Regions from separate parts of the Mus musculus genome. Here all the other regions are linked to region 2. Evidence: chromatin contacts called from public Hi-C, HiCAR-type, HiChIP or PLAC-seq, capture Hi-C and promoter capture Hi-C data. All regions are on one chromosome and are shown on one strand. The core of a region is the stretch at or near the end of the contact, and the rest is flanking DNA. Distances in the headings are between cores, read along the strand shown. Region 1 holds the start of Hk2 (hexokinase 2). Region 2 holds the start of Nagk (N-acetylglucosamine kinase). Region 3 holds the start of Rab11fip5 (RAB11 family interacting protein 5 (class I)). Region 4 holds the start of Sfxn5 (sideroflexin 5). Region 5 holds the start of Pole4 (polymerase (DNA-directed), epsilon 4 (p12 subunit)). Region 6 holds the start of Smyd5 (SET and MYND domain containing 5).

Region 1 (4,542 bases), core at 1,129-3,628, 1.0 Mb after region 2:
GAGGCAGAAACATTTTTGTTTGTTTGTTTTTGTTGTTGTTTTGTTTTCAATTTTGTTTTTGTTTTTTTGTTTTTCCAAGACAGGGTCTCTCTGTGTAGCACTGGCTGTCCTGGAATTTGTTGACCATGCTTGCAGCCTTGAACTCACAAAGTGCTGTTGCCTGGCTCTAAAACAACTACTACTTCTTCTTCTTCTTCTTCTTCTTCTTCTTCTTCTTCTTCTTCTTCTTCTTCTTCTTCTTCTTCTTCTTCTTCTCCTTCTTCTTCCTTCTTCTCCTTCTCCTCCTCCTCTTCCTCCCCTCTTCCTCCTCCTCCTCCTTCTTCTTGACAGGGTTTCGTTGAGTATCTCTTCCAAGTCTACTTGCTTGGTAAACCAAGCTGGCCTGGAGCTCAAAGATATGCCTGCCTCTGCCTCCCAAGTGCTGTGATTAAAGGCATGTGCCACCATGTCCAGCCTTAAAAATTATTTCTAATAGTTACTCTTAGGAGTTTGGATTTTAGTTGAAGAAAAACAATGGTTTTAAGACACCACCACCCCAAGACAGTCTGGTATATATCTATCAACCAATCTAATCTTATCTCTTATCTATCTATCTATCTATCTATCTATCTATCTATCTATCTATCTATCTATCTATCTACCTACCTACCTACCTACCTAGCGTATCTATCAAGCTATCCAAGTTGGCTTTGAATTCCTGACTCTTCTGCCTCCACCTCTGAATCACTGGAACTACGAGTGTGTGCCACTACATGAAGCACTGGTTTGTATTTTAAACAAGTCTCTTTAGCTCCTGAGTGAACGAGGGATCACAGTGGTCAAGCTAGAGGTACCTAAAAACAGCAGCTAAGTGAAATTACACAGGCTCTGGTGGAGTCATCGGTGGCCTGGCTATGAGGGTCTGGCCTCTTTGATTTGCTAAGTTAGACTAACTGTTCACTGATGGTGTGAATAGATGTAAGAGCAGGGAGAAAACCATGGATGGTGACGTCATTTGTGGAGACAATTGGTAAAAGGGGGGGGGGTGACCCTGGGAAGTTCAGCCTAGTACATGTTAAGTGTGAGACACTAGTCACCTCCACAGGGATGACAAATGACAGCTGGTTAAGAAAGCCAGAATCCCTGGGGAAAGTCCTCGCTTGTAGATTAGGTTTGTGAGTTACCTGTGTGCGGATGGTGTAACTGCTGACGATGGCGCTAAGAGGGATCACCCAGAGAGGAAATAGATGAACCACATCATAGAAAGTGGAGCAGAGCCTTTTTAGGGCTGGGGTGTACCTCAGTGGGCAGGGTGCTTTTCTAGCACGCACAAAGTCCCATGTTAGATCCCCAGTAGTGGCACATGCCACTCCGGAGGTGGAGAGAGGGCTTGGGGAGTGAGATTATTTGGAAATGGTAGGCTTTATCTTCCTTCCATGTAACTTTCAAACTCCTGGCTTTCCATTCTCCACCAGCACCAACTTCATGTCATCTGAGGTGCTATTTCAATATTGATGGCGTCTACTCATAAATGTCAACTTAGAGTCTGGTGTCAGGCATGAGCTGAGGTCGAGGCGGGCTCTTCTCAGCATCTATAAACCATTTCACACCACTTGAGCCTAGGATCAAGCTGTTACAGGTGCCCTTTCTCCTCCCATCTATCAGTCCCAGCTACAAACAAAGTTTCTCTCCAGCCTTTGCTGGCTTCAAGAAAGGCTGGATAATATACCGGGGGTGGGGGAATTGCATTTCAGAGTAAGATGTGTTCCTGTCTTCATCTACCATTTGTTAGGGGTGTGACCTTGGGCAAAACTCACTAACAGCACAGTGCCTAGTTCCCCAATCTGTAAAACGGGGTTAGTAAAATCCATATGCTATATTGGTGTGATATTAAGAAGGGCTGACTTTTGTAATGGCTTAGCTTCAGGGATCCGCTGACTCGTTGAGCTACAATTAAGATGAGAATCACGGTGCTTCAGACTTGTCACAGGGCAGTGGCAGCCCCTCACATGATCCCCAGATACCAGATTATGGCGTGTGCTGCTACGATCACTTGTCTTTCCAGTCGCCCAACATCTCTTGGGTCCGCGATCACGCGCCCCCCACCCGAAGCTGAGCCTGACGCGGCGGTGGCTCATGCGCCCTGGAGTCCCGAGCTCTAGCCACGGAACACACGTCCCAACTCTGGCGCCCAGCTCCGCCCCTAGCCTCGGGCGCGTCTCTCCCGCCGCCTGCTTGGGTGCTGGAGCAGCCGCGCCCGCGGGCTCTAGGCGCTGATTGGCTGTGGACCGCGGGCGGACAGCCGAAGAGCGCACACACCCTCTTCCCGCAGCCAATGAGCACATCCACGTCACTGTCCGGGGCGGCCCAAAGAGCCGGCAGCCCCTCAATAAGCCACATTGTTGCACCAACTCCAGTGCTGGAGTCTCAGGACACCACAGGCTACCCGGAGTTGTTCTGCTTTGGAGATCCGAGGGCAGGAGCATCACGCCAGTGACTCTGATAGGTGCGATCGCCGGATTGGAACAGAACTGTCATTTTTTTCCGAAGTTGAGCCTTAGTGACCCAGTGAGTGAAGTTAGCGACGGGACGCTAAGCAGCTAGACCGGTCGGCAGGAGTGAGACTTAGGGTACCTTCTAGTAGTTGTGATTAAAAAAATTGAAAAAAAGAAAAAAAAAAACCCTGTTTCTGGAAACTTGAGGCCCTCAGCTGGTGAGCCATCGTGGTTAAGCTTCTTTGTGTGGCTCCTGGAGTCTTCGATCCCAGCCGGACACCCGGGCCTGGTTTCAAAGCGGTCGGACAGCGCTGCCTGCTCCATCGGTAGCGCTCGAGCCTCGGTTTCTCTATTTGGCCCCGACTCGCCGCAACAAGATGATCGCCTCGCATATGATCGCCTGCTTATTCACGGAGCTCAACCAAAACCAAGTGCAGAAGGTAAGTCGGCACGGGCGGGAGCTTCTGGCTCGCTTCGGACCAAGTTGCGTGCTCTCCCGGAATCTGGAGCACGCAGAGGACCTGCTTCCTCCTCCTTCGGGGCTGGAGACGTGGAACCAGTCTGGGTAGCTGGGAAAGTCCTGCGCGCGAGAAGCCACGTCTGCTAGGCACCCTCGTGGCCCGACCGCTCACCATCGATAGTCCCACCTACCCGGGACCTGCGCGCACCCTCCCCACCCTTAGAGCCCCTAATTTCTTGATGGGACGGCCGCCCTGCACGTAGTCTGAGACTGCTGCGCCCACGTGGGAGGAGCCCCCTTCTGCAGCCCCGAGTTCCGGCAGGAGCACGTGGGGAAGAATCCTGCTTAGGGGAGGAGGCGGGGTGGAAGCGTGTAGCAGCTGGGGCCCGGCCCTCTTGAATTTAAGGATGTGTTGAAGAGGCCTTCGGTTCCTCGTGGCGCTCCTTGGGGGTGGATCGGGGGTGGGGTGGGGGAGAGAGCCACCCAGGAAGGAGCGGGAAAGGGCGCAGAAAGACTAGCCTGCCGCGCCCCCTCCCCGGAACTGAACTGCCCGGAACTGAGGCTCGAAAGGGGCGCCCCCTCACAGCAGACCTTCCTGGGGACCGCCCCGCCTCGTCCCCGTGTCTGGCCGCCGAGTTGAGGGCGGATTTTGGATAGTATGTTCTGATTTGGAACTAAAAGTTACACGGAATGGACTCATCTTCCCACCCCACGATCCCCAGAGTTCTTTTTTTTCTTTTTTGTTTTTGTTTTGTTTTCTTGGTTTCTGAAAATGAACCTTTAGTCGCTCTGACCTTCCTGAGCCCACCTCACTCTGCCTTCCCGGCAAACTCCAGTTCTCTCGGCGCGCCATTTACATAAGAAAGCGCCTCCGGCCCTGCTTGGAGCCTCACTCTCCTCTTCGGGCTAGAGAGGTGGGGGTGGACCGGAGCCAGGCCCGGAGCGCTCTAACTCCCAGGAGAATTGAGTTTCTAAAATACCCAGGATTACGGGATTGGTTCCTACCCTAGTCCAGGATTTAGGAGAGGGAATGGTCTAGTATGGGGCAGGGGCCGAGGGTGGGTGCTGTCCAGAGGTTTGTGTTAGAGCTCAGTTACACATTTGAAATTACAGTGTCTCACAGGAACAAATTTTAGGGAAAGTGCCTTGACCACGTTCCAGCCCCCTCCCCCCTCTTCTCTTGGTCCTGACTGCGTGGGAGAGGTTGGTCGGTTGCTTTTGATGTATCCAGGGCCCTGGCAGATGAACCTCAGATTTGAGAGAGGTACCTGATTTGAGTTTATCGGTTGGTTTTTCTCTAATATCTTGGGACGTGGCCCTTCGCTTTAATTCGGTTTGTTTAGACATTTGCCTTTAGGCTGGCATGATTTTGCAGGCTCCATTGGGCTTATCTATTGATTCAGCCAACTCTTGACAATTCCTAAAACACAAAGTGGAGGAAGACTCTCTAGTCCTAGGGAGAGTGAATTTTCCTCTTGGACATCTGGATTCTTTTTATGAACTTTCTCTCCGATGATGGGACTGTGGTTGCACGACAGGTAGACACCCCTAGGGACGTGCGGTAGAATCGTCTGTTCCCGGGAATGGAAAGGGAATTAACCAGAGTAT
Region 2 (4,340 bases), core at 225-2,724:
AACGACTTATGGTAAATACGTCGGACGGAATAAGCAGACCTCTCACAACAGCTAAGGGTTACTTTGAGGACCTATCTTCTGACACCAGGGTCTTCAAGACACCTGTGAGAAACTATCACCAGTCAGGGAGAAACTCATACTGCCTTCAGCAACTAAGCCCTCCTGAGTTAAATCCCTGGGGTAAGTGGTACTTTAGAAGAAGGGTGATACGTGTAGGAGGATGTCCTACTGACCAATACTTTTTGTTGTTGTTGTTTTGTTTTGTTTTGTTTTTTTGTTTTTCAAGACAGGGTTTTTCTGTGTAGCCCTGGCTGTCCTGGAACTCACTGTGTAGACCAGGCTGTCCTCGAACTCAGAAATCTGCCTGCCTCTGCCTCCCAAGTGCTGGGATTAAAGGCGTGCGCCACCACCGCCCGGCTCTGACCAATACTTCTTGTAATAGACAATAAAGACTCGATCCAACTCAAAGAGTAGTACATCAAGAGTACATCCGAAGGGATATTAATGCATGAGACAGTAGATTAAAAATCCAAATTAATTTCTTGACAAACTGGGAAAAATAAGTTCTACCTTCCATATGAATATAACAAGGCTAAGTGCAAACTCCTACGCTGTGCTGAGGGTTTTTCCTTGTAAGGTATCATAAATAAAGCCAGGGGTCATCCGCTTTCGCAATTCACGGGAAGAGACTTCCGGGTAAATCAGCAGCAAGCAGCTAGGATACCAAATCTTCCTATCAGGTCCTGATTTGACACACCCAGTTCCACAAAATGCTTGTCACGCGCAGGGGACCGGATAAACCACCATCTTGCTCACTCTTGTCCTTGCCTTACGTCTCACCCAAAGCCATGCTTAGTAGAGCTACTTCCCAAAGTCAAGCAGACCAGCTTCTAAGCAGGAGAATATAGGAACCAAGGGCGTTCGGGGCCGACAGCAGTGGAGGGTCCGGAGCACCAAGATAAGACAGTGCTCTGGTGACAGCTGCTTAACTCCCGGGTTCCCTTGTGCATGAATCTCAGTCTCAGCTTCTGCCTCTTTCCCACGTCCACCCGCGACCGGCAACTTCCCACCTGACCCCCCAGCTCTGCACAACTCTCCAGGTTGACACAAGAGCCCTGTGGCAGAAAGGTGATGGCCGGGAGGGGCGTGGTCGCACCGTGGAGCACAAAGGCACCGGGCATGGTGTGGGCCGCCGCCCCCTGACCCGCCGCTCCCGGACGGACAGCCTTCGGCCGATCCAGCGCTCACCCTTCCACGCCACCATAAAGCGCGGCCATACTACCGTTGCCACCGCTGGTCCGCCGTAGCAACCTCGACCCTAGCCGTGACTTCGCTCCCGCCCACACGGGCACCGCCCCTTGTCATGTGACTACGACGCGCTTGCGTAGGGTGTGGATGCTACGTCCTCTCTCGCCCCTGCTGTCGCCTCCCGCAGCTTTCCCCTCCGGTTTTTTCTAGCCCGCCGTTCAAGTGACTGCTTCGCGAGGAGGCGGCACCCCAGCTGAGGCTCCTGGGAGGGTGTGTGAGGGCTGCCAAGGGCCAGCCGGAAGTAGCTGGCAGACGCGCGCTAACTGTGGGGTGCGCACGCGCAGACGCTTTTGGAGGCAAGCTCAGAGTCTGGCGGATGTGTCTGAGGACCAGGGCGGGAGCCAACGTCCAGACCACCCCACCCTGGCTCATGAGCGCACACTCTACCTTGTGCTGAGTACGCTGAGCAGGTCTCAGTGAGGCCCCAGGCTGCTGTCAGCTGAGGTTTGTGCGGCGGTGAGGATAGAGCCCAGGGTTTCATGTGTGTCAGGCTAGCGCTCTACAAGTGATCTGAGTCCAACTCTGTTCTTTCTGGACTGTATCTCGTCTGTATAACCCAGACTGGCATGGAATGCAATGCTGGCTCAGCATGCTAAAAACTGGCACTCACAGACCATATTTCACCTTCTGGCCACCACCTGCTCAACTCTAAACTGTGCAGTGGAACTGGAGGAAGAGAGGAAGATACCGTTAGGTCCTGTAGAAGAGTGACTCCTGCGTGTTTCCTCAGGCTCCAGGTTGTTCCAGCCCTACTTAAGAGGCAGCTTCAATAGCCAGGAGGACTGTCTGCTGCTCTTGACATTTCTTTGAGACTTCAGATGGAGTCTCCTTGGGGCTAGCATGTCTCTGTCCAACCTCGGACCTCTGAGCCTGCCTCCTGTGGAGAAATCTTGAACTGGGATCCTCTTTCCCTGTCAGATAATTGGGTCCGGTTGTGTTTTGATGTAAACAGTTGGGAAGGTGGGCACACAGAGCCTCATATATCCCAAACTCACCTCAGACTCTGGCTGAGGATGACCTTAAACTCCTGATTCTCCTGCCCCACCTCCCAAGTGCTAGGATGTTTTGGTGTAGGCTTGCTTTCTAAGGTTCCAGAGTGAATGAATTCTTTACCTCCTTTCTTACCTATGTGACTCAGTAAAGCACCAAATAATTCAAGAATAGAAATAACATTATTGCCTGATAGAGAAACTAGAGGGAAGTGAGACATTACCATTCACAGTACTTCAGAGCTGGAAAATGCTTCCTCCAACAACATCTTTAGAATCAAAGATAATTCCATAGGATTCTGATTGAATGGAAGTTTTGGCAAGAGTGTGATGTTGTGGGTGAATTCTGATGGAAAAGTTCCCTTTAGCACTGGTGTAATGAGTCTTGGGATCCATTTGTGACAGCGCTGATGTGCTTTTGTTCTGTTGTTTGAATCTTTTTGTAATGAGATTGCAAGTCACCAGGACTGGCCCTACACTCCTGAGGTGTCTGAGGCTGTCCTTGAATCCCAGTCTTTCTGTCTCCACCCCCTAAATGCTCGGATGAAAGGACCACACTGCCCTCCTGGCTTTGCATTACTTGTTTAGAAAGGAATACAGAGAGAAAGTTTGGTTTAAAGACAAGATTGACTTCTGAATTTGGGTGAGAATTACTGTAATCGCTGCCAGTTCTCCCCTTCACAATGAAGATGAGAAACCTCAGGGCCAAGACATGGCTCAGAGGGTAATAGCACCTGCTGCTCTTGCAAAGGACTGGAGGTGTGTTCCCAGGACCTACATCAGGGCTCACAAACCCTGTCACTGCAGCCCCAGGGGATTCAACTCTGTTTTCTGGCCTCCTTGGGCACTCTCCACTAATACGTGCACATATCATTTAAAATTAAACATAAAAAAGATTTCGAACTCCTAAAGATCCGATCAGATAGAGGTCATGTGGCCCAGGCTCATCTCAACCTCCCTATGTAGACAAGAAGAATTTTGAACTTCATATCCTTCTGCCTCAACTTCCCAAGTGCTAGAATTACAGGTAATCACCACCATGCCTGACTTATGTAATACTGGTAACTGATCCCAGGGTTTTGTATACTGTAGACAACCTATCTACCAACTGAACTACATCCCCAACCCAGTAGCTAATTGTATTTATATCCACATGTACTCTTATGCACTTTAAAAATGCACAGGCTAGTGTCCCTTTTTCCTTTCTGCTGGGTACTCAATGTCGAAATGAGCAAGTTCATGAAACCCAGGAAAGTGTGCTGGTCCTGGCTAGATGCTACTCTGGACACAAAGCTGTCATCAACATTGATGATGGCACCTCAGACCACCCTTACAGCCACGCCCTGGTGGCTGGAATTGACTGCTTTCCCCTAAAAGTGACAGCTTCCATGGGCAAGAAGAAAATTGCCAAGACATCCAAGATCAAGTTCTTTGTAAAAGTTTATAACTACAACCACTTCATGCCCACGAGGTACTCAGTCAATAGCCCCTTGGACAAAACTGTTGTCAACAAGGATATGTTTAGAGATCCATCTTTAAAATGCAAGGCCAGGCAGGAACCCAAGATCACGTCTGAGGAGCCATACAAGACAAGGAAGAACACATGGGTTTTCCAGAAGCTTCACTTTTAGGTATATTTTTGTTTCTGTCACTATAATAATAATAATAATAATAATAATAGAAATGCATAGGCTTAGTAATAAAAACATAGAATAAATATTAACTTTTATATGAATTCCATATTAGAATTCATAAAACATTTGGGATATAGTAAGTTAATTTTTCATATCATTCAAATTGGTTTTGCCAGTCTTTTTAGCTTTTAAGTATGAAAAATGTAAGTCACACATGTGACTCATCTTTGTGATTTACGTTATGTGACAGTAGCTGCTCTGGGTCTTCCAATCTCCCTGACTACATTGTTTCAAAGTCGCTGTGTTGCCCATTTTAATGAAACATACACTAGCTCTATTAACTTAAACTAGTGCATAGACTAAAAGACTGATAAGAACGATCCCCATTGCACATAATTCCTTTGTGGTT
Region 3 (4,316 bases), core at 397-2,896, 1.6 Mb before region 2:
TATGCATACATTATTAAAAAATATTCTAAGCCAGGCAGTGGTGATGCATGGCTTTAATCCCAACCCTTGGGAGGCAGAGGCAGGTGGATCTCTGTGAGTTCAAGGCCAGCCTGATTTACAAAGAGAGTTCCACAACATCCAAGGTTACACAGAGAGGCTCTGTCTTGAAAATTGAAAAAAAAAATCTAATTTAAGGGTAGGCTCTGAAAGTTAACAGAAAAAAGTAAAGGCTCACCATGTAGCCCAGGCTGGCCTTGAATTTGCCTTCAGAGTCCTGGGATTATAGGCTGTGCTACAACAGCTTCTTTGTTATGCATCTTAGGTAAATTTATCTAACCTATAATTCTGCCTTCTGGGAAACCAAATTCACATATAGGGTGGCTCTGAAGAATGAGTGAGGTCATGCACAGAAAGCTCATGAGTCAGTTGTTGGCCGACTCTTGCTGAAATTCAGCATCCATAATTATTAACCATTATCTTAATAATGAAACAAGTGTGCTGGCAGTTCTCAGAACACAACACACAGTAGGCAAGTATGAATGGATTTAGAGGTGGAAGATTAGTCCTGTGGTAGAATGCTTGTCTACTACCAACAAGGCCCTGTTTGCCTTGTTTGTATATAAGGCTAATGTTTTAGCTAGCCTGGAACTCACTATGTAGACCAGGCTGGTCTCAAACTCAAAAAGATCTTTCCTCCTCTGCCTCCCAAGTGGAAGTGCTGGGATTAAAGGTGAGCACTACTACACCTGGCCACACAAAAGTTTTAAAACCAGTGGGCACGCCTTTAATCCCAGCACTCAGTGGAGGCAGGAATTTAACAATTCGAGCCGTAATCTACATAGCAGGTTCCAGGAGAGCCAGAAGAGACTCCGTTTCCAAAAAAAAAAAAAAAAAAAAAAAAGGGAGTGGGGGAAAAATCAAAGCAGAAAAAGATTGTTTTAAGTCCCACTCCAGTGATTTCCCAGCGGCGGCTCTAGGTCATCACATATATGTAGAGAGTTGAAAATGGGAGCGCATGTGCGATTTAGGGGGTCTCTAGAGTAGGCATCTTATCTACCCTCAAATCCACGCCGAGCAGAATGGATCTTCGAAGCAGCGAGGGCTTTCAGGAGTACAGGAGCTTGCAGAAAACCCTGACACTGTCCAGGTAGAGCGCGGTGGATAGTTATGCAGAGAGGTTCGGCTCTCTAGCTTGGAGTCGCTGCCTAAACGGGGCGGGGCCATGGTGGTAACCACGCCCACCTCTCTGCAGAGGCTGCAAGCGGCCTTCGTCCCTAGCCCCCTCCATTTCTTCCTTTGCAGTTCCGCACTGTGCACAAGCGAATCCGGTCGTGATTAAGGCATGGCCAGATCTCAATCCTCTCCCCCAACACACGCAGAGGCCGCGCCCTTCTGCACCGGTCACCTTTTAGAAGAGCAGCGGGAGCTTGAGGTTCCCCCAGAGGGGCTGGGCCAGTGAGAAAGCCCCGCCCACATCTTTGCAGAGGCCGCGCCCCTCTCTGGGTTTCTTTAGCTCTTAGGCAGCTATATGCTGGTGGAACTGGGGGCGGGGCCTGGCCTGGGCCTAGGCGGGGCGTGACGTCGCGGGGCGGCCGGCCGCCCGGGAGGCGGGGCGGCGGGGAGGCGGCGGCCCGCTTGGCCCAGGCCAGCCCGCAGCTGCGGCGGTCGGTGCGCTGCAGGCGGCGCGGGGGAGCCGGCTCCTGACAGCATCCCGCGGCTGCCACGTCTGTCACTCTGTCCCAGGGTCCGCCATGGCTCTGGTGCGGGACCCTGAGCCGGCGGCCGGATCCTCCCGCTGGCTGCCCACGCATGTCCAGGTGACCGTGCTGCGGGCCAGCGGGTTGAGGGGCAAGAGCTCGGGCGCCGGCAGCACCAGCGACGCGTACACGGTGATCCAGGTGGGCCGAGAGAAGTACAGCACCTCGGTAGTGGAGAAGACGCAAGGCTGCCCGGAATGGTGCGAAGAGTGTTCGTTCGAGCTACCGCCTGGAGCCCTGGACGGCCTGCTGCGGGCACAGGAGGCAGATGCGGGCCCTGCGCCCTGGGCCTCCGGCCCCAACGCCGCCTGCGAGCTCGTGCTCACCACCATGCATCGCTCACTCATCGGCGTGGACAAGTTTCTGGGCCGGGCAACCGTAGCTCTGGACGAGGTCTTCCGCGCAGGCCGCGCCCAGCACACGCAGTGAGTCTGGGGCGCTGGGAGCAGGGACAAAAACGGTTGAAGGCCTAACCGGGCGGGGCTGGTTGGGACGTCTGGACCCGGTCCTCCCACTCAAGGACACAAACCCGTATACTGTTTGTTACTTCTCATTCAGCCTTCTGCCCTCCCCAATTCCCCCTGACTGTCTCCCCAGCAGCCTGGTGGGCCTGGAAGGCCTGATGGAGTTGGTGTAGTGACCAAGCGTTGGCAGTACATGGCCAAGGAAAGTTCGGAATGGGATTCTGAGGCTGTGGGAATTCAAGAAGGGAAATTTAAAGACTTCAGGGTCTGCCTTCTTTTCCTCAAAGAGGTGACTAGCCTGTAGGTAGTGGAGAGGAAGTCTCACCTTGTAGAAGCAGGAAGGTGAGGTGTTATCTTCCAAGGCAAGATTGAAGGGAGACACCCCAGCCTTCCCAGGGGTTACACAGGACACTTGGCCTTTGAACGTTCAGGGATACACCTCACCGTATAGACGTACTCTGTGACTCTGTCTTAGGGTACCAGGACTGAGAGCATTGGCCCACCTCGGAGTAAAGAAGGGTACATTTGAATCAGCTTGGGTCAGTGGGACAGTGGTTATAATGCCCTCAGTTCTCCGGATTATTTTCTCTAGAAAGGATAGGAAAAGTTCTTATTGTTTTGTTTTGTTTCGAGACAGGGTCTTTCTACGTAGCGCTGTCTGTCCTGGAACATGCTATGTAGACCTGGCTGCCTTTGAACTCAGAGATTCTACTGTCTCTGCCTCCCCAATGCTGGGTTCAAAGGCCAGAGACACCAAAGCCTGGGAAGGGTAGGAGGTTAAACATTTATTTTGTCAGAGTGTGTCCTTTGTAGGGTTAAGATCAAAACCTAAGATTTGTCTTTGCTGTGGTGGCACACACCTTTAACGCCATCATTTGAGAGACAGAGCTGTGTGTATTTCTGTATTCCAGGCCAGCCAGGCTACACAGAGAAACCCTGCCTTGAAGACCAAACCAAATAAACAAAATAAAAGACCTAAGACTTGGATCACCTTTTCCTGTTTGGGCCAGGGACCATGTAGAAGTCAGTCCCCAGGGCTGACCACCTGCTGTGGCTTGCTTGGGCCAGTTAATTTCTAAGCCTCCTGGGTGGGGTCCCAGAGAATGGGTGCAGAGTGGTGTCCCTCCGTAGGAGAACTGCTAGGCAAGGTTTGCTGGTTTTGAGTAAGTCAAAGAAGGCTTGCTGGAGAGGGATGAGCCTTCAGCCTGGTGCAGACGAAGAGGAAAGCAGGCTTTGAATAGAAAGGATCTGACCTTGAGCAATTTTTTCTTTTTTCCAAAACATGACTAGGGAAGGGCTTTCCTGGCTGGCCCACTGTGGCTGGGGTGGGATAGACCTGGGCACATTCCAGGCAGGGCTGTGACCTGACTTCATCCTCCCTCCCCTGGCTTCTCTCCTTCCCTCATGACTTGCTGTTTAGTTGCTGGGTGTGGAGTCATGAGGTATAACTTGGTCCTTGTTTTCTTCTTTTTCCTCCCTCTTTTGTGTCCTCACCCTCCTTCCTGGTCCAGGCCGATCAGGGGGCTGGGTGTGGGGTGGAATGCTCTCTTCTGCTCCCTTAGCTCTTTCCTTTCCCCATTGCCATAGCCCCATTACCCTTCAGCTACTCTGGTACATTATACATGGGGTAAGCATTAGGGCCGGGTGGACTGAAAGGGTCAGGTGGGGGAGACCAGCTTGCAGGGAGAAGCTTCTTGGACTTCTGTTGTTATTGTTGCTCAGTGCCCTTGCTTCCCTCTTGGCCTTGGCCTTGAATCTTTCTTAGTGGAGCTGGCCCAGCCTGCAAGTCCAGGTGGGCCTGTTTTTAGCCAAGAACAGTGCTCCCGGGAGAGTCTGACGTGCTATCCCTTGATCTGAACGGGAGCCTTAATTTACTTTGAGAAGTCATCTTTTCCACCAGCTTCAACTTCACACCCACCTGGCTGCCTTTCTGCTGATTCCCTGCCTGCCTGGGATTATTTATAGAGTTGGAGAGGGCAGGAAGTGGGGCACTTAGGGTGGGCAGAGGGAAAGTCCAGACAGTTGGCCCGCTCTGGGCTCTAGTCACTGGGCCTCATGGCATGCCCACTGACAGAGAACGGAGGCGGCCATTTCT
Region 4 (4,105 bases), core at 1,262-3,761, 1.5 Mb before region 2:
TGGAGCATCCTGGTAAAAAAATCTAGTGCACAGTAGGTCTGGGGCTATCCTGCACCTTACTGTGTCTGACCTTGGGTCCCAGTTATGCTGGACCAGTGGGTTTGTCTGGAAGCAGGAGGCTTCATTCTGCTTTAGGAGACACCTGAGCTTAGGAAAATGCCCGTGGCTCTCCAGCTGTTCTGTCCTTGTTGTACAGTCCCTCCTGCTCACCAATCCCTCCTGTCTTGCCTGGCTTGGCTGAAGTGCATTCAAGTGAAGTCAGGTATCTGCTCTGTGGTCCAGCTTCTAGCTTGCTTGTGAATACTGCCAGTCTCCCTGGCATCCTCGGGGGTCCTTGGTGGCTGTGCATTACAAAAGGTATGAGTGAAGGAGGTGAGATGCTGACAAAAGATTCTTTGGGCCCAGTGGAGAAGCAGTAACGTCTTTCCAGCTGTCTCTTAAAGACAGGGTCATGGGTTCACTCAGAACACCTCAGGAGAATATTCTCTGTGGATGACGTCAGTCTTCTGCCAGCATAGAGCAGATGAACCACAATGGGGTCCACCACTGTGCAGTTACCAACTATAGGTCAACTCAGAGATGAGAAAATAGCCACCAGTTCCCAGAGTTTGGGGGTAGGGTCAGTCCTTGGGTGTTGGAGGTGTCTTTTGAGGAACTGAGTCCCTCTTCTAGGTCTTCCTCTGGGCTTTAATTAGTCCCAGCCCTTCTCTCATCTTTCATCCATCCTTGCTGTTTGGCTTCTCTACATGGCCAGGGCAGGGGTGTCCTGCAGAGAGGTCCTGAACTGAGGCCAGGGTTTTGTTCATTGTCTGATCCTTACCACATACTGCAGAGTGCAGCCAGACAGGCAGCAAGCAGGCACAGCTCTGCTCTGCCCTTTGTCCTCCTAGTTGAAACTCCTGTCTATAAAGAGCTTGTTCTTCATGTTTTGAGCACTTTATGAAGAATAAAAAGATCACGTACCGCAGCCAGCTTGTGTGTTTGTTTTGAAATGAGCGGACAAAGGAGACCGCCTGTGGGAGAGGGCAGTGTGGTTCTCAGGTGACAGAGCTACCGCTCTGAAATCACAGGCAACACTGCCTCATGGCCCGTGTGCCTAGGATGCCTGTGCTCACGGGCACTGATCACAGGCATATTTACTGAGTGTTGGGCCTGGCGGGGTGGGGGGAGTGGATAAAGAGGGCAAGTTTTGTGATTTCTGTCCTGAAGCCACTGAGTTCAGTAAGGAAAGGTAGGATACAAACCAAAAATAAGAACTGTTCTTTGGGTCATTTGTGAGTTCTATTCCATGTGGGTCAGCTATCAGTGAGTGAATGAGCCCTTGGGCCACCAATGGCTCATGCTGTGTCCAGAAGGACAAGAGGGCAACCCCAAGTTAGCTCTGAATCCCACCATGAGACAGAGGCTCCCCTAGAGTCAAGGAGTTATGTCCTGGGTGAAACCATCAACTCCCCATTCTCCATGCCCAGTGTGGCTTATAACCACACCACTTAGCTGGGGCTGCAGTTGCCATTTGGTGCCATTCTGCAGGGGGTGGGGGTGAGGTGTTTATTACCTTGGTATTCTCTACAGCTCCTGGTGCACCCCTGTTGCTGGTCCTCAGTAATTAGGCTTGGACCAAACCTCCTTAGATCAAAAGAAGTAGGGTCTCAGGATGCTTAAGCTCTGGATATTTAAGTCACCCAAAGCATTTGAGTACCTAGTGTCAACCTTCCTATATCTGCACTGAAGATTTATCCATCCCCCTCCCCCACCATACAGTAGGAAAGATATTTAAGCTCATGGTTTGTCTGCTGGCTGGCACCTGTAATCCTGGGACTTGGGAGGCAGAGGAAGAAGGATCACAAGTTTGAGGCCAGCCTGTGCTACATAGTTCCAGGCTAGCCTGAGTTACATGCAAGGAGGCAAGAGAGTGCTGCGTGGTACAAAATCCGGAAGCGGATTTTTGTGGAAGTAGGCTGATGGAACGGATGAACGCGTATGCGGAACCTATAAAAAGAATCGCCTCAGGCCATGATAAAAATGAGCAGAATGTTAAAGGGTCACAGCAGCGTGAGCATGGCTTGTTTCAGAGAGTGGCAGAATGGCTGGAGCCAGGATTTTGATAGAAGAAACGGTAGGAAAATCCCGCAGTGCGACTCCTTGCTGAAGGCCATCCGAATTAACCCCACTCTGCCTGGAGTCCTTGCTTGTCTGATCCCGGGTCGTGTCCGCGTTTGTAGGGGTTCCTTGTCCTAAGACTCAGGCCTACACGTATATCCGCACATGCATTTGCATACATTCTCAGGACTGCAAACGCCTGCTGCTTTAGCGGTAGGAACTAAGACCAGGTCTGCGTGGGTGCAACTCTCTGCAGTCTGAGGTTGTCAGGCTCAGAGCAGGGGAAAACTACACTCCCCAGAAGCCCCTGCGCGCCCGGTTCGCTGCGGTTGCTCACGGCCAATCGGGAGAGGCAACTGTGGCGGGGGCCGAGGAGGGACATTTTAAAAGGGCTGGAGATTGCGGGCGTCAGTGGCCATGGCGGATACAGCAACCACAGCCTCAGCGGCGTCCGCGGCGGCCAGTGCCCCGAACGCCTCCACAGATGCGCCCCCTTTCCAGCTGGGCAAGCCCCGCTTCCAGCAGGTGAGGTTCGGGATGCGACGAGCGGGTGGAAGGGAGACACAGGGAAGGGCACGGAGCCAAATCTCTTGCAAAGTCACTTCAGCTCGAGGGTCTCCAACCCGCGGCCACCAGAGCCTACAGCTAGTGCGGGGACCTTGGCTGTAGCCGCTCCTTTCCTATTGGGCAACAGGATGGGCGAGGTCTCCCTCTCTGGTTTCCTATTGGCGGGTGGCACAGTCATTCCGCGGATGCCCGCGCCCTGGCACAGCCCCCGTCCTAGTCGCTCGATGATTGGCCACGCGGGTCGCGGTCCAGGGTCCGAGCGGCTCTGAAGGGGTCGCTCTGGCAAATGCGCCCTAGGCGCAAAGTTCCCGTCTTGTGATGCATGGGCCGGTGGTGTGGCCGGTATGCTCCTCAACTTCTCCCCGAGTGGGACTGACCTTTCTTGTGAGCTGCGGGACAGTCTCCGGGCAAAACTCCCTGGGCACGCCCCATGGTCATGCTCCGGTTCCTCAACCTCCAGCAAGGTGCTGCGTGTGCCCTAGGATGGGACCGCGTGCACCGGTACAGCGACCTGATCTCTGTCCGGGGGCCTGGGGCTTCAGTGATGAGACCAGCCGGACAGCTAGTGCGTTCTGCGGGGATGCGGCTGGGACAACGCGGAGAGAGCCCGGTGCGGGGAAACGCTGTGTCATTCTCCGAAGCTGAGCTCTCCTCCCAAGGGTCCCAAGTGCGCCCCAGTCCTACTTGCGCTGCTCCCGGCCGCTGCGCAGCGCTGGCCCCCATCCACACCCGCTTGGGCTCTTCAGGGTGCACCGTGACTATGATTAACCTTACTTGGGGACACGCCAACCCAAGAAACCCGGGTATCACTAACTCGGCCATGGAACCGGAGGTCCAGGTCTGTGAGCCAGGAGCATGGGAGCTTAGTTATTACGCCGCAGACCCTCAGACTGCTTCCAGAGCTGAAGTGACCCTGGGCTTGCCAGGAGTGGGGACAGCAGATGTGCTAGAGAAAACTTTGAAGGAAGAAAGAAAATGCTACAAAGGTGGGATGTGGCTGGGTTTAGAAGTGAGAATGGTTCCGAATTCAGCCCCCCCCCCAACTTCGTCGAACTAAGCTTTCTGAGAATACGTCCCTAGAGTTTTTTAAAATAGGACTTGTTTTCTTTCAAAAATAGACATGTCTCTGCATGGAGGAATCTGGAGAGACTTAATGTCCCAGCTAGTGTAAAATGCCACCAAATATTGAGACGCTGTCAGGGGTGTTTGTGCCTAACCTTGAGTGATCCTCCATTTGTCCCCACCCCCATTCTACGCATCCTTAAGTAAGCCTGCACTCCCGACTGGGAAACACTTGCTGTCTTTGGAACCCCCACCCCAGTTGTCCTATCAAGAACGCCAAACTCCGCTCTGAACCCCCCAGTGGGAGCCTCGCAGATGCAGATTACTCTTCCAAAGTATTCCCTAGGTCCTTTTCCGGATAAAAAGTGGTTGTTGA
Region 5 (4,441 bases), core at 837-3,336, 1.1 Mb after region 2:
GGTGGGAAGAGAAGTTTCCATAATGAAGAGAACCTGGGATCTGAAGTAGATAAAAGCTTTGGGGGAAGAACAAAAGAACTAGAGACCCAGTCTATATGGTCCAGGTGCAGAGAGGACCTGGAGGTGTTACAAAATTGAGAGGGTGGAAGGAGCCCAGTACAGTGATCCTTACAGGTTACATTGGATTTAAATCATTTCAAAGTTGGGGTGAAAAGATTGGAAATCTATGTAATCAATTTCTACGAACAATCAACCAATAAGAATAAAGTTTCTTGGTTTTTTTTTTTCTTTTTTTCTTAAGTACACAGTAGAGAGCACTCAAGACAAAGGTCCTAAGGAAAACTCTGGTACAATGTAACTCATCGCTCCTCCCCTGGAGCTTTTAATTCTGGCCAAAACTCATTTTGTTCCAGTGGGGCCTCTGTGTATAGACCCAGTTAAAGTTTATTGCTTAAATTTGGAAGTAAATGATTTCAGGTTATTATGCAATGAGCCCTTGGCTTCCCCTTATTCCACAGGTACACTGTGGAACAGTCTGTGGCTCACTCATAGCTGTAAATAAAATTACTTACCTGCATCAATAGTACAGGCATTATGACTAAACATTAATATTTATATAAAGCAATTAACTAGGTACACAGTGTTCTTATTATGCCTTATATTAAAAATTTAGTGTGTGTTGGATGCATTTGTTGGTATAAAGGCCCAAGGTCCACAAGCTCACTGATTTGGTTCGGCTAGCTTAGCTGGCCAAAGAACTTAAGCAATCCTGTTCTCTTAGTGCAGAAGTTACAGGAGTTCTATCACACTAGCCTTTTACTGTGTTCTGGTGATTCGAACTCAGGTCCTTGATGAGCAGCATACACTTTACTGAGTTGTCTCTCTTGCCTATTGCGAATATTTGCCACACTTCCATGCCAGATCTCTGGTTCGGTATGAGAACTCATAGGTAAGAAGAGGCAGGGAGAGGCTTCTTGGAGATCCTTTGCAGAGGCCGGCGAGGTCAAAGCGATTTTCTGTTTTAAAGATAGGGCCTTACTATGTCGTCCTCGCTGGCTTGGGAACTCCCTCTGTACACCAGGCTGGTTTCAAAGAGCATGATGTGCTTTTGCTACTTGAGTGCTTATATTAAAGGCGTGCACCACCACACCTGGTAAAAGTTATCTTAATCTTAGTCATTCTCATTCTCTCAAGAAGGTGCAGTGGAATTTTCCATAACTATGCAAAAAAACAGATAGTAAAATGTTGAGAAGCAGCTAGACGATCAAATTGTTTTCTAAAGGAGACATTAATTTTTTTCTCATCAATTTTTGTTTTTGTTTTGTTTTGTTGGTTTTGGTTTTTTCGAGACAGGGTTTCTCTGTGTAGCCCTGGCTGTCCTCGAACTCACTTTGTGGACCAGGCTGGCCTCGAACTCAGAAATCCGCCTGCCTCTGCCTCCCAAGTGCTGGGATTAAAGGCGTGTGCCATCACCGCCCCGCCAATTTTTGTTTTTGAAAAGTTACTTGTCATGATAATGTTTTGCCAACACTACATACTAGTATTTTAAAACATAAACCCTATGCAATTAATGTTCCTAGAGAACACAGTTTTTAGTTTTGTTGTTTTGAGTAAGGAGATCAGTGTTCTGAGCTAACCCTTGTTTGACCAACCACAGACAAAACTTGCTCTCCGTGTCTGCACGCCTTTTTTGCAGTGGTTTCCTCCCACTAAACCGCACTTCCAATTCTGCCCGTCAAACGTCCCATTCCACCTAAAACATGATCCCCGGCGCTGGCCCGGGTCTGTCGCTGCGCGGGGCAGCGTTGTGGGGACACCCACGGGTTCCCCTCCTGTTGGCCTAGAGGTTAAACTCAGCACCTACTGAGGCTCTAGAGAAGCATCCGGACTTCCGGCTCAGCTAGGCCACGCCCGGCCGCTTCCAGGCTGTGGCCGCCCGGAAGAGTACATCAGACCCCGGAGTCAGAGGGGGCGGTTCTGGCGCGCCACGCCTAGTGAGGGTGGGGCCACGCCCACACGGAGAGGCGTGGTCTCTACCCGGCGCGGGAAAGGGGCCGAAATCGCGTGCGCGCGCTCAGTCAGCGACCGCGCGCCACACGTTTCGGGAGGGGATGGCGGCAGCGGCGGCTGCTGGGAGCGGGACGCCCAGAGAGGAAGAGGCTCCCGGAGGGGAGGCAGCGGCTTCGCAGGCCCAAGCCCCGACGAGTGCACCCGGGGGAGTTCGCCTCTCGAGGCTGCCTCTGGCGAGAGTAAAGGCCTTGGTGAAGGCAGACCCTGACGTAACGCTGGCGGGACAGGAAGCCATCTTTATCCTGGCGCGTGCCGCGGTGCGACGGGGAAGCAAGGGCGCCTGGGTCGGGGAAAGGGGCGTGGCATCTAGGGGGCGTGGCGCTAGGGGGCGTGGCGGGCCCTGGTACGCCGACCTGACTTGACTGAGACCTAGGAAGGCCTCTGTGGGCCCCGTTTGAGTTGGTTAGCCACTCTCCTCTTCACGAGGACCCACGCAAATTTAGTTTGCATGGCTCCCACGGCTCACACAGAACTTGAAGGGGATCCTAATGAATGAGTAGGGTGGATTTGGAGATATTAGAGCAGGGGGATTGGAGCTATGGAGAGGGATAGCAGAAGTATTTTCATAAGTTCAGTACAATGGTAGCTTCTAGAACTTTCCTGTGTGGTAGAGTTCCCCCTTTACCCTTCTTGTCCACGTCTACACAGGATTGCTCATCTCAGTGGGCTAGAGTCCACTAATCTCTGCTTGCTTTTTTTTTTTTTTGTTGCAGGAACTGTTCGTGGAGACTATCGCAAAAGATGCCTACTGCTGTGCTCAACAAGGAAAGAGGAAAACTCTCCAGAGGAGAGATTTGGGTAGAGTCGCTGTGGTACCCCAGGGTGGACAGGGGAGCTATGGGCTGGGCTTTCTTATAGCTGTTTCACAAGGCATCATTGAAGCAAGGGGAAATTTGGCTTTTGGTTTATTTGTCTACCTGGTAACCCTTCCACATGTGTAAGCCTTTAGAGACTGTACCTCTCATTCCCTTCTATGCTGCCAAACTCTTTTTCTAGTATCTTTTTTTTTTGTTTTTGTTTTTCGAGACAGGGTTTCTCTGCAGCCCTGGCTGTCCTGGAACTCACTCTGTAGACCAGGCTGGCCTCGAACTCAGAAATTCACCTGCCTCAGTCTCCCAAGTGCTGGGATTAAAGGCGTGCACCACCACGCCCGGCCTTGTTCTAGTGTCTTTAGAGTAGAGAGAAAAGTGAATTTTGGAATAAGACAGGATTGTAGGATGCCTTGAACAGCATTTTCGCTGGCTTTTGAGGTGAGACAGTTAAAAGAATAGTGAGTGTAAAGATGGATCTTAGGACCTCTGGGTTACAGTTTGTAAGTGATGTCATTTGCATAAAATTCCATGTTGGGTCTGATGTCTGAATGGCAAGAGCCAATCAAGTATCCCTTTACCTTGTGTTTCAGATAATGCAATAGAAGCTGTGGATGAATTCGCTTTTCTAGAAGGTGAGTTCACTGCCTGCACAGACTATTTCTCTGTTGATGATGTGAGCTTCAAACCTTATAAAACCTTATAAAACAGATGTGTGGTTTTCCTTTGTATACATGGCAGCAATTCTCCCTGTTTTGATAGAAAAAAAAGGAACATTTTCCATTCTTGGGGAATTAGAAATTCTACAGGGAAATTGCAAGCTTAAAAGAAGAAGGAGGGAGTATATAAATTACCAGTAGAATTGGATTTAGATTTTGAATCCTGTTTATATCTCCAAACTAAATATTAATATTGCTCCTTTATAATGTTAAGAATTAGAAACAATTTGTAACTTTTTTTAAGATTCCTTTTTATTTACGTGTATGTGTGTTTCTATATGCCAAATGTATGTAGGTACCCCCATAAGAGCCAGAAGAGTAGTGTGAGCTGCTAAACATGGGTGCTGTGAACAGGGCTTCTGGAAGAGCAGCAAGCACTTTTTTGTTTTGTTTTTGCTCTATTTGAGACTTGGGTTTCTCTGTGTAGCCCTGGCTCTCCTGGAATTCACTCTGTAGACCAAGCTGGCCTTGAATTCGCAGAGATCCTAGAACTACTTGCCTCTACCTCCAGAGTGCTGGGATTAAAGGTGTGCTTCACAACTGCCTGCTGATGAGCATGAGGTCTTTTTTGTTGTTATTTTTTCGAGACAGGATTTCTCTGTATAGCCCTGGCTGTCCTGGAACTTACTCTGTAGACCAGGCTGGCCTCGAACTCAGAAATCCTCCTGCCTCTGCCTCCCGAGTGCTGGGATTAAAGGCGTGCGCCACTACCGCCCAGCTAGCAAGAGGTCTTAATCACTGAGTCATCTCTCCACCCTCAGTTCCTAACTTAAGACAGGGTCTTATATAGCTCAGACTAGCCTTGAACTCTCACTGTGTAGCTGAGAGTGACCTTGAATTCCT
Region 6 (4,523 bases), core at 386-2,885, 1.6 Mb before region 2:
AGACACCTCAGATGGCCCCCAGATGGACCAGCTCTGGGTGGTAATGGGGATGTGAGCAGCTAAGGACACAAAGGAGACCAGCAAGCTAGCTTCCTACCCATGGGCAGATAGGAGTACTTGCTCTCAATGCCTATGGAACAGAAAGATAAGAGAAACTTAAAATGGGAACCTGGACAGATATGGAGATGCTGACAGCAAATGACAACATCTTGGGTCAAGGACCAAGGATATGCATGTTGTTATTATGATTATTTAACCTGACTTTTACCCAGGGGAATGCAAATGAAGTCAAAACCATAGCATTTTGCATATATCAACTGGCAAAGGCACCTAGTGAGAAAACAGTGCCAGAGAGAACAAAAGCCTGTCTGCAGCGAAGCCAGCAGAGACCTTTGCTCTCAGGACTGAGAAGATACAACATAAAGGAGCCATACAGAAGGATTTGGTTGAGTGAAGTGCGCCCCCCACCCCAAAACTCTTATTGATCAACTCCTTGGGTTTGTAGGTTTTTAGACCAGGCTGGCCTTGAACTCAAATCCGCCTGCCTCTGCCTCCCAAATGCTGGGATTAAAGGCGTGCACCACCACGCCCGGCTATCAATCAACTCTTTAACCAAGTAGAAATGGGACCGCTGATACTAAAGATGTACTGAAAACATGTATTAAAAGAAAACGTGGGATGGAGGTGGGGTGTTTCAGCCACAAGGCCCATTAACCAGCACTTGGGTGTTGGTAGATGAGTTCAAGTCCAGCCTCAAGAACAATTTGGAGTGTTTTTTTTTTTTTTTTTTGCCTTTACTTATGTGAATTTTCTATTCTACAGGGAATAAAACACGATTAATAGAGCCGATCATACTGGCACAAGTCTTTAATCTCAGCACTGGTGAGGCAGAGCAGCCTGGTTTACATAGTGAGTTCTAGGACTGCTGGAGTTACAAAATGAGACCCCGTCTCAAAACAAAACAAAAACAAAAAGCACAACAACAGAAGCAACAAAAAAGAACCATAATACGAATCACGAAATCATGTCATTCTCTTGCTTAAAACCCTTCAGGAGAAGTGCTCGGTGTGTAGGTTCTGGTCCAAGTTCCCTAGCTCTCTTTCCAAGTCTCCACCCATACCTTAGTCAGAAGGGTCGCTGGGGAGCCCAGTCTGCTTCATACCTCCGTTCCCTCGGCTAAGTACTCCCCTCACTACCGCCAGAATAGTAGCTAACTAAGCCCCAGCCTAACCAAGATAGCCTTGGCTTTAATCTGGCCCAGGATATCCCTCAACCCCAGGTCTACCCAGAGCCTCAACTCCACCCAGGACAGCAGCAGCACGGCCACCCGCCAGTGGACCGGGCTTTCCTCCCTCCCCCCGCGCGATATCGCCACGAGCCTGGGCACGAGGACCGACTCTGCACCCCGGGCCCAAGCAGCAACCAGACTGGCGCCGAGGGGCCCGGACTCCAGAATGTGAGCGTGGGTTCCCCCGCGTGGCTCTCCGGGCCCGGTCCGACCTGGCCTCACCTTGATGCTGTCCACATAACGGACTTCCACGGAACCCCGGGCACGGTCCGCCACGCCCACGCAGAAGGAGAACACGTCGCACATGGAGGCCGCCATCTTGGGCACGCCTCTGCCTTCTGACCCTTGACCCCGTCCCGGGAGGCCCCGCCCACAGAGCCAGCGAGCGCTCCCTTCCCCACCTTACCCCGCCCTGGGACGTGGCTAGCAATTCAAGGCTTTTGGTGTCTTGGTTGCTTGATTGGGTGGAACCTGGCCTGACTTTGTGCTTGGACTTCTGGTAGACTGTGTCTGACTCGGTAGCTTATGTCGGATGGACAGCATGAATGACGGCTGATGGAGTAGCTCAGGGGAAGACCCCCTACTCCCCACCCCCCACCCTCCAGCCTATCCTAGCTGTGTTCTTAAGTGTCCATAGTTGCTCTTCCCACTGTCTGGTGTTTGAGACAGGGTCTCACTATGTATCCCAGGCTGGCCAAAAGTTTGCAGCCCTCTTCCTGCTTAAGCAGCCCCTCGTCATTACCTCCAACACCGAACAAAGTTTTTAGACCCAGAGAAGACTGTCTTATTTTTGCTTTGACCCTCCATCCTGGTTGGATGCTGGGCTCACTCGGTTTAAAATTTTTCCCTCCCTCTGGTGGCAACATTTTTATTCTATGTTTGGGAGAGATTTGCTTTGAACACATGAGTGCAGAACTTTGAGCCACAACACTGCTTAAAACCAGCATTCCGACTATGCCTATAACCTCTGCATTCAGGAGGTGAGGGCAGGGAGGACCAGAAGTTCAAGGTCAACCCTCAACTACGTAGTGAGTACATGAAACCTGTCTGAAAGAGAAATGCACGTGATACTCTAGCCGAGGATCCTGGTTTGGTTTCCAATACTGGTTTCCAACTATCTGTAACTCCAGTTCTGGGGGCTCTGATGACCCCTCTTCCAACCTCCTCAGGCACCAGGCAGGCACATAGATACATAAAGGCAAATCAATCACATGCATAAAGTTAAAAAAGAAAAAGAAGAAAAAATGATTTCCTTTTTCTATAAATAACTAGGTTGGATCAGTGCCTCAGAGTAGTTGGGGACTTTCTTGACATTGCAGAGTGTGGTTTATGGAGCAGTAATAAATGGACCTCACATATGAGGACCCCTTAAGTAGACACAAAAAATGAATGTACACGAGGCTGGGAGAGAGGACAGGTCTATTTCTGCAACTAGACCTGACTACTATACCTTTTATTGTTTTGTGTCCCAGTTGACTATTCCAGTTGACAGGGGACCTGTGTCTGCTCTGCTATCGTTTCATAGTGACTTTAGGGGGTGGGGGAGATAACTTAGTAATTGTTTAGTAAGTGATTGAGTTTTTGTCTTTTTTTTTTTAAGACAAGTTCTCTCTTGGTGGGGAGGGGGGCATTGCATTTGATACAATGTTTCTCTGTGTAGCCTTGACTGTCCTGGAACTCACTCTGAACAGGCGGCGGAACTCAAACTCAATAAAGCTCTGCCTCCCTAGTGCTGGGATCAAAGGCATATACCACCACCACCACCACCACCAATGCCCACAAAGCTCTATGTGGACCAGGCTGGCCTCAAACTCAGAGATCCACCTGCCTCTGACTCCTAAATTTGACTTTTTGTTTTTCGAGACAGGGTTTTTCTGTGTAGCCCTGGCTGTCCTGGAACTCACTCTGCAGACCAGGCTGGCCTTGAACTCAGAAATCTGCCTGCCTCTGCCTCCCAAGTGCTGGGATTATAGGCGTGCGCCACCACTGCCCAGCAGTGACTTTTTTTTTTAAGTGAGCCAATTGTGGCTGTGTTTGCCACATAGCACGAGGACCTGGGTTTGATCCCCAGCGCCCACATAACAGGATATCAATCCTAGGGTCGAGGTGGTAGAGGCAGGGTGACACCATGGGCTCCCCAGCCAACTAGCCTAGTCAAGTGGGCTAGCTCTATGTTCAACAGAAGAGCCTGACTCAAAAGGAAAAGAAAAGAAGGTAATTAAGACCCTCTGGCCTCTGATGAACATGAATGGGTGTGCACACACACAATGGACCAGTTGTTCCTGAAGGAGATAGACAACTATGGCTGAATTCCTCTGGTGAATAGGACTTCTGAGCCCAGCCTTCAGAAGGATTTCCCAGAGATATGAAAAAAAAGTTTCAGGGTTCCCCCTCTTTTTGTTATTGTCTTCATACATTTTATTTATTTTTTACCTGTGTGAATGTTTGGCTGTATGTGCCTGGTGTCTGCATAAGTCAGAAAAGGGCTTTGGGTCCCCTGAACTGGATAAGCCACCACATAGATACTAGGAATCAAACCAAGGTCCTCTGCAAGATCAAGTGCTCTTAAATGCTCAGCAATCTCTCCAGTTTTTATACGTGTTTTTTCTTACAGCTATTCTGTGAGTGTGTCTGTGTGTGGGTGTGTGCACGGGGGGAGACGATTTTCTCGCTCCATCATGGAGGTTCCAGGGATCAAATTCAGATCTTCCGTTTGGCAGCAAGGATCTGTACCTGTTAGGCCTTCTCCCAGCCCTTGTTTTTGAGACAGCATCTGGCTATTTACTCTGGGCTTACCTCAGACTCACTATGATAGCTCTGGCTGACTCCATCCTTCTGCCTTAGCCTACCTGGTGCTAAGACTACAGGTGTGTACTGTACTGTCCAGCTCCAAAGGATGGCTTCTCGAGGCAAGGCTCTGGATTCCCTCAAACCTACCATTTAATGTCTACAAGTTCATGACAGGCCTTCTCTGTGTAACCCTGGCTGGCCTGAAACTCACTCTATTGACCAGGCTGGCCTCTGCCTCCAGAGCGCTGGAATTAAAGGTATGTGTACACCTGGCTAAAGCCCACTGTCTTGTATGTTGGGTTCTTTACAGGCTCACCTCCCACTACCCACCTTCCTTCCTCTTTCCCCAGAAAGCTGGGCCCTGAGAACAACCTCACTGAGAAAGCTCAACCCTTCCTTTACCCCATCACCTCACCTCAACCCAGGAACTGTGGGTGGGCAGTCT

Evidence for each region. Hi-C and Micro-C count contacts between places; a contact is called where the count stands out from the background. HiCAR-type assays count read pairs that join an accessible place to other places. HiChIP or PLAC-seq counts read pairs in DNA pulled down with a chosen protein or histone mark. Capture Hi-C pulls out chosen DNA fragments and counts their contacts.
Region 1: an H3K27ac HiChIP or PLAC-seq map of bone marrow-derived dendritic cells shows a contact between it and region 2, with 5 times the contacts expected there. The contact joins the promoter of Hk2 here to the promoter of Nagk in region 2. A contact is called at or near these places in 1 of 39 promoter capture datasets (pre-B cells) and 2 of 115 datasets of contacts at active chromatin or transcription factors (bone marrow-derived dendritic cells and microglia).
Region 3: a HiCAR-type map of astrocytes shows a contact between it and region 2, with 4 times the contacts expected there. The contact joins the promoter of Rab11fip5 here to the promoter of Nagk in region 2. A contact is called at or near these places in 1 of 39 promoter capture datasets (the 3T3-L1 cell line), 1 of 484 Hi-C or Micro-C datasets (LSK cells), 1 of 115 datasets of contacts at active chromatin or transcription factors (astrocytes) and 2 of 9 other capture datasets (adipose tissue and liver).
Region 4: a promoter capture Hi-C map of liver shows a contact between it and region 2, with 7 times the contacts expected there. The contact joins the promoter of Sfxn5 here to the promoter of Nagk in region 2. A contact is called at or near these places in 1 of 115 datasets of contacts at active chromatin or transcription factors (astrocytes) and 2 of 9 other capture datasets (adipose tissue and liver).
Region 5: a Hi-C map of CD4 T cells shows a contact between it and region 2, with 3 times the contacts expected there. The contact joins the promoter of Pole4 here to the promoter of Nagk in region 2. A contact is called at or near these places in 2 of 484 Hi-C or Micro-C datasets (CD4 T cells and regulatory T cells).
Region 6: a capture Hi-C map of macrophages shows a contact between it and region 2, with 4 times the contacts expected there. The contact joins the promoter of Smyd5 here to the promoter of Nagk in region 2. A contact is called at or near these places in 1 of 39 promoter capture datasets (hippocampal neurons), 1 of 484 Hi-C or Micro-C datasets (CD4 T cells), 1 of 115 datasets of contacts at active chromatin or transcription factors (astrocytes) and 1 of 9 other capture datasets (macrophages).

Annotation. Positions count from the first base shown.
Region 1 is chr6:82,772,290-82,776,831 of GRCm38.p6, reverse strand. Hk2 (hexokinase 2) reads left to right here and starts at 2,378. Exons shown (of 18, transcript NM_013820.3): 1 at 2,378-2,914. The coding sequence starts at 2,852.
Region 2 is chr6:83,792,191-83,796,530 of GRCm38.p6, reverse strand. Nagk (N-acetylglucosamine kinase) reads right to left here and starts at 1,474. Exons shown (of 10, transcript NM_019542.2): 1 at 1,249-1,474. The coding sequence starts at 1,277. It also overlaps the pseudogene Gm7443 and the pseudogene LOC665004.
Region 3 is chr6:85,371,964-85,376,279 of GRCm38.p6, reverse strand. It overlaps Rab11fip5 (RAB11 family interacting protein 5 (class I)), which reads left to right and starts at 1,646. Exons shown (of 6, transcript NM_001003955.2): 1 at 1,646-2,182. The coding sequence starts at 1,752. It overlaps 4933423K11Rik (a long non-coding RNA gene), which reads right to left and starts at 1,426. Exons shown (of 4, transcript XR_869208.2): 1 at 1,058-1,426.
Region 4 is chr6:85,331,828-85,335,932 of GRCm38.p6, reverse strand. Sfxn5 (sideroflexin 5) reads left to right here and starts at 2,511. Exons shown (of 14, transcript NM_178639.4): 1 at 2,511-2,625. The coding sequence starts at 2,518. Rab11fip5 (RAB11 family interacting protein 5 (class I)) reads left to right here. Exons shown (of 6, transcript NM_001003955.2): 6 at 1-971.
Region 5 is chr6:82,650,510-82,654,950 of GRCm38.p6, reverse strand. Pole4 (polymerase (DNA-directed), epsilon 4 (p12 subunit)) reads left to right here and starts at 2,086. Exons shown (of 4, transcript NM_025882.3): 1 at 2,086-2,327; 2 at 2,784-2,868; 3 at 3,473-3,514. The coding sequence starts at 2,112.
Region 6 is chr6:85,429,088-85,433,610 of GRCm38.p6, reverse strand. Smyd5 (SET and MYND domain containing 5) reads right to left here and starts at 1,635. Exons shown (of 13, transcript NM_144918.2): 1 at 1,511-1,635. The coding sequence starts at 1,606.